Linked DNA regions of Mus musculus: region 2 is linked to region 1. A link is a contact called in public HiChIP or PLAC-seq data. All regions are on one chromosome and are shown on one strand. The core of a region is the stretch at or near the end of the contact, and the rest is flanking DNA. Distances in the headings are between cores, read along the strand shown.

Region 1 (2,862 bases), core at 267-2,766:
GAGAGAGTACAGAAGTAGAGGCCGGCCATGTGGGGAGAGGGAGAAGGGAAGAGGGAAGAGCCCAAGAGGGTAAGAGAGAAACAAGCAGGAAGCAGAATAAGAGAAAGAGGAGGGGCCCGAAGCCCCTTTTATAGTGGGCCAGGCCTATCTGGCTGTTGCCAGGTAACATGAGGTGGAGTTTAGACAGAATGCTAACACCAAGGACATCCTTGTTTCCACCCTTCCATTGTCATCCACAGGTGCAATCTCAACACAGCCTACATGAGAACGGTGCATTAGTGCCTCTGGGTGACCTGCTGTATGTGACGGGTGGCCGCTGGCAAGGCATGGATGGAGACTACCATGTGGAGATGGAGGCCTACGACACTGTAAGAGATGCCTGGGCCCGCCATGGCTCTCTACCCCGTCTCTGGCTGTACCATGGGGCCTCTACCATCTTTCTGGATGTCTCCAAATGGACACAGCCCTTCATCCCCACTGCCCCTCAGGAGCACTAGGGAGGGAGGAGTTCCTGGCTCTGCTCCTCATTGTCCTGCACAATGCCACCCCCCCCCATGTGTGTCCTCTGTCTACTGTGAGTTGCTGCCCCCTCCAAGGCATGGGCTGGGCTCAGTATCAGATGACACAGCTCTGGGGCTAGCAACTTTGTCACCAGTTGTAAGAGCAAGCGAGACCCTGACACTCAGCTCACACAGTGGAGGAGAGGGCTCTGCTGTCCCTGAAGACCCCAGAGAAAGAAGCTAAGGGGTCCTGGACTATACCCTCAGGGAAAACAGGCCCCGTGGTGGCAGTTCTTCTTGCTCTACCTACCGTGGTTTGGGGGGAGTGGGGAGCTGTGCAAATGGGGAGTTAAAATGGAATACCCCAACATTGAGCCAGGGCCTCAAGCTTGGAGGCCCAGCCTAGAGCAGGCCATGCCATGCTCTTTGACCATGTCCACAGCTTCCTCTCTCCCCTCTTTCCTCAGATTCCACATTCGCCCCACATGGGGTGGCTGGATGAAGGCTGGGCTCTCCCCATCTCTAGCCTCTGTGTGTTGGCACTGTGTTTACATAGCTGCTTCTGGGAGGAAGGTGGCTCTGCTCCACCATGGGTACCTCTGACACCAGGAAAGCGGCCCCTGAAGAGAGGCTAGGAAGGCAGGGGATGCGGTTCAGGGCAGGAGAGTGAGACGGTAGAGGATTCTCTAGGAGATCGGTTCCCAAGCTGCCCAGTGCTAAGACAGTTCCTCATGTTGTAGTCACTTTCGACCATAACACTGTCTTCATTGTTACTTCATAACGATAATTTTGCTACTGTTATGACTAAAATCAGATATGCAGGTCATCTGATAAATGAGTTAATGTTTGATATTCGGGGTATCTCACACCTGATCCCTCACCCTGGTCTGCAGGGATTCTGGGGATGGCCCTGGGGTGTGTCAAAAGCTTGCTTCCGGGGATATGCTGAGATGGGGTGGAGCTAACATCTGATGGACTCTCCTGCCAATCATGATATGATTTAACATGACTCAGACCGTGGTCTCATGAGGTCATGCATTTTTCAGTCTCCACATCTCTGTCCCTTTGCCCTCTTGCTCTCCTCCAGACGAGGCACCAGATTTGTAACCAGACAAACAATAAAGAACTATCACTGTGTGTGAGCAGCATGCTCTGTCTGCTACAGACTGCTGAGGACCTAGACTGTAGGTTGGGAGTTGGTCTGGCCAACACCAGCTACTAGCCCAACGAGGCTTGAGTGGCCCCCAGCTCACACTGAGTGCAGACTTCTTCTCTAGGACCAGCCCAGGGGCTCAGACTGGTTCTTGACACTACTGAGTTCTGAGGACAGGACTCCAGGCTCTGCCCTGACTTTGCAAGTCCGGATTCACTTTGCTCCCAGACCTGACTTCATGCCTGTCTTTGGGACCATTGAGCCAACTCAGAGATCAAATAGGGCAGGGGGGTAGAGATGTTACTTCTAAGAGGACAGAACTCATGCCTGGGTTCTAAATGCTCCCATGATGTTGGGGGTTTGAATAAGAGTTGGCCCCATAGGCTCATCTATATGAATGCTTAGTCATCAGGGAGTAGAACTGTTTGAAAGGATTAGAAGGATTAGGAGGTATGGTTGTTAGAGAAAGTATGTTACTACAAGTAGGCTTTACGGTTTCAAAAGTCTCTCATGCCAGGCCCAGTCTCTATTGGCCTGCAGATCAGGATGTAGCTCTTATCCCATGAAAACAATTGAGGACTCTATACCATGGGGGATGTCCTATAGTGTTTCCCTGAGCATGCAATCCTAGGGCTTTCCAAAGGCAAAGGCTGAAAGAGTGACACTGACTTTAATCAGAAAAAGGGAGTTGGCTAGGTGGTGGTGGTGCACGCCTTTAATCCCAGCACTTGGGAAGCAGAGGCAGGTGGATTTCTGAGTTTGAGGCCAGCCTGGTCTACAGAGTAAGTTCCAGGACATCCAGAGCTACACAGAGAAACCCTGTCTCAAAAAACCAAAAAGAAAAAGAAAAAGAAAGAAAGAAAAAGGGAGTTAGAAAGGCCACACATCCCTGGGCGAGTGTGAGTGGGGGAATCCTGGAGTAGAGAGAGACACATGGTTCTCAGCATTGCTGAATTGTGCCTAACCTGGTCATTCTGGGGTCAGTGGCATAATTGGTGTTCCAAGAGGAAAGATCTTCCAGCTAGGGAGCTGGGAGTCTAATAAGTCTCCAACTGGGGGCCAGCTTCAAGGGTATCCAGCTGGTGGAGGTGAGCTGTGGAGATCCTAGGTGCTAGCAACAACAGGGCATCCTGACCACCACCAGCTTCCAGAGACCAGGGAAGAGGCAGATGCTGAGAGAACACAGATTTAGCTACAGTGTCTGGGGGT
Region 2 (2,862 bases), core at 219-2,718, 460 kb after region 1:
AGACTATTCTAAGGACGTGATGCCAAAAAGTTAGAGAGGGCGTGAAGATGGTCAAGGCCTGTTGCTGAGACCCTGACCATGGGTCCTTTGCTTTCCAGTTACCATGGCAGAGATATCTCCGTGTTTGTAATTATAAAACACAATGTAAAGGTTGCCATCCTTACAGTGTTTAGGTGTGTGGTTCTGTGGCACTGATCAAGCTTGCACTGTTTGCTAGGTGAGTAATTTCATCACACACTGTAACAACCGTCAGAAGCACCCGCCTCTACACCCTCATTAAACACTAACTCCCATCTCCTGCCCTGGCTCTTGGTGCCATTCTAGTTCCTGCCTCTGGGGACCTCCTATGACAGGAATTCCACAGGATTTATCACTGTAACTAGCTTACTTCAGTTAGCATATGCCTCATGGTCCACCCAGGTTACAGCTATGCCAAGATTTCATTTTTTTAAGGCTAAATGATATTTCATGTTGTACAGCTTCCCACTTTTGACTTTCATGAATACTGTGGCTATAAGCACAGTATGCTCTTCTATCATGCTTTTTGATGTCCACAAAGCTTGTTCTATCACGGTGATCAACTGGGTCCGCGTAGCACTGGATTCCCTGACTTATCCTCCAGATGTGGGTGGACCCTCACATCTATGTTCTGGGTTTCACGGTCTCTTTATCACACCAGTCCCCTCCCTGTGACCAGCTGTCCTCACGGAGACTCTGTTCATAACGTCCCAGAGAAGCAGAAATGAAATCCACAGGGAAGGCACCGGCTCTAGGACAAAGAACCACAGCCTATCACAGCCTGAGTGGATTTACAGTGTTCTTGTCACTAGACGGCTCCAGCTATGAAAGACAGTTGTTGGCATCGCCTCTTTTGAGATGGTTTGATCTGTCAGGGCAAACCAGGGAGGGAGGCAGGGCAGCTGGTATCTGTCACTCTCCTGGGCCACAGAGGACTCAGTTCCATTTTTCTTCACTGGGTTGAAACATGGCAGTCAGAAGTCTCTCAAGGAGCCTTGAGGACAGGATGGGGGGATGTCCCCTTCAGGACTTAGCAGAAGAAAAGGTCATCTCAGGACCCCTCTGACTGTACTGCCCACTGGGACAGAAGAGTTCCAGCCATTCCACCACTGGATAAAGGTAGACTTGGCCAAGAGATGAAAGAGGAAATTTGGAAAACTCTGTGATGCTGACCAACATTTCCTTAGAGAGTCCCTGTGGCTGTGTGCTCCATGTGGCTGGAAACTGTGGGATCTCACACCATCTGTAAGGGCTGGGCTTCCAGCCGCTGCAACACTGCAAATTCCTGGTGACACAGGAGCCAAAGGCACTTTGTGAACTTCTACTCCCTCACCAGGGGACAGCGTGAGTCAGGCCATACAAATTCCCATGATGTCAGCCACTCTGCTTAGCTTCTGGGACTCCTAGGTCCCTGTGCCTTTCTCCCCCTGTCCCCAAGTAGCAAAGCATAAATAAACAGATGGAAAGTTACCTCACAGATCCCTGGCAAAGCCCTCTGGCCCTGCACAGCCCTGGCTGGGTGAAAGTTTACTTTAGAAGATTCTGATGCAATAAAGACAGACAAAGGAGGTGGCTGGTCATGGGCTCTAGCACTGTCGGGGCTTGGAGGGAAATGGATGCAGGAAAGGCCCAGGCTTCAGGTTAGAGTTCAGGTCTCCAGCTCCATAACTCTGGAAAGAGAGAAAGAAAGAAAGAAAGAAAGAAAGAAAGAAAGAAAGAAAGAAAGAAAGAAAGAAAGAAAGAAAGAAACCCAGTGGTCATCTGTGCCCCTTACAAGCTAACTGCTGTCTACTACTACTGCCAAGAAGCTCACTATTAGGAGACACAGCCAAGTGTGCTGGTGTTCACTTGCAATCCCAGCAGGAACACGGAAGTGAACGTAAGAGGCTGGGAGCTGGCTCGGCTGGCAGTGTTTGCTGCAGGAACATGAGGACCCAGGTTCAACCCCTTGAACCTGTACGCAAAAGTTGGGTGACGTGGTAAAAGTGTTTTCAATCCCAGCACCGTGGAGGCAGAGACAGGAGGGTCCCGAGGGCTCAAAAGTAACTGGGAGATCCGGGGAGGGATCTGCCTCAAAAGATAAGGCAGAGAGCAACTGAAGAAGAGCACTCTGACCCGCCCTACTTACATACATGTGCACACACACCTGCATGCATATGTGCACCCAAAAACACCCCCAGCAAATAAATATGTAAATAAAGTCCAAGGCCAGCCTCAATTACATAGTAAGGACCAGGCCAGCCTCAGAAACACAGTGAGACCTTATCTCAAAAGTAAGTGCAGCGGTGAAGAGCACTGGTTGTTCCTGCAGACGATTGAAGTTCTGTTCTCAGCACCCATGCCAGGCAGCTCACAACCATCAAAAACACAAGCTCCAGGGGCTCCGGCAACCTCTTCTGGCCTCCATGGGCACTTATACCCACATGCACACTGGCATACACATAATTAAAAAAGAAAACATTTACGTGCATGCATACATACATACATACATACATACATACATACATGCATAAGATGCATGAAGCCTGAGCAGATGGTAAGCAGGAGCTTCATGGATGGTAGAGACATCCACCTGGGAGAGCCTGTGTCTAGCTGAGTCCTGATTCCTCTATCCCATGTACACCGCTATTAGACAGAACTGGGTTTCAGCAGCAGTTGCAGAGACAAAAGTCTTCCCTATGATGTGTCAACATAGCAGAAGCTACATCAGAAGAAAGAGAAGCCTGTGGGCCCACAAGAGCCTTCACTTTGGCTTCTCCCGAGGCCAGCAAGGGACCTGACAGAAGCAAGAGAAATCAACTTCTTCAGAAGTTAAAATTCTAGGTCATTTGCAAGAAAAAGAAA

What was found. HiChIP or PLAC-seq counts read pairs in DNA pulled down with a chosen protein or histone mark.
Region 2: a FOXA1 HiChIP or PLAC-seq map of pancreatic cancer cells shows a contact between it and region 1. The contact joins two enhancer-like sites. A contact is called at or near these places in 1 of 39 promoter capture datasets (liver) and 1 of 115 datasets of contacts at active chromatin or transcription factors (pancreatic cancer cells).

The regions. Positions count from the first base shown.
Region 1 is chr1:91,360,770-91,363,631 of GRCm38.p6, forward strand. It overlaps Klhl30 (kelch-like 30), which reads left to right. Exons shown (of 8, transcript NM_027551.2): 8 at 240-1,635. The coding sequence ends at 497. Among named protein-coding and RNA genes, the nearest start is that of Erfe, 4.2 kb to the right of the region's middle. Within about 2 kb of position 1,517, at least 13 of the 459 cell types and tissues checked have an H3K27ac peak or open chromatin away from gene starts, as enhancers often do. A contact at or near this core is called in pancreatic cancer cells, where this site is marked.
Region 2 is chr1:91,822,278-91,825,139 of GRCm38.p6, forward strand. All of the region lies in intron 1 of Twist2 (twist basic helix-loop-helix transcription factor 2), which reads left to right. The region is part of intron 1 of Gm46117 (a long non-coding RNA gene); the gene reads right to left. Among named protein-coding and RNA genes, the nearest start is that of Gm46117, 7.6 kb to the right of the region's middle. Within about 2 kb of position 1,469, at least 72 of the 459 cell types and tissues checked have an H3K27ac peak or open chromatin away from gene starts, as enhancers often do. A contact at or near this core is called in pancreatic cancer cells, where this site is marked.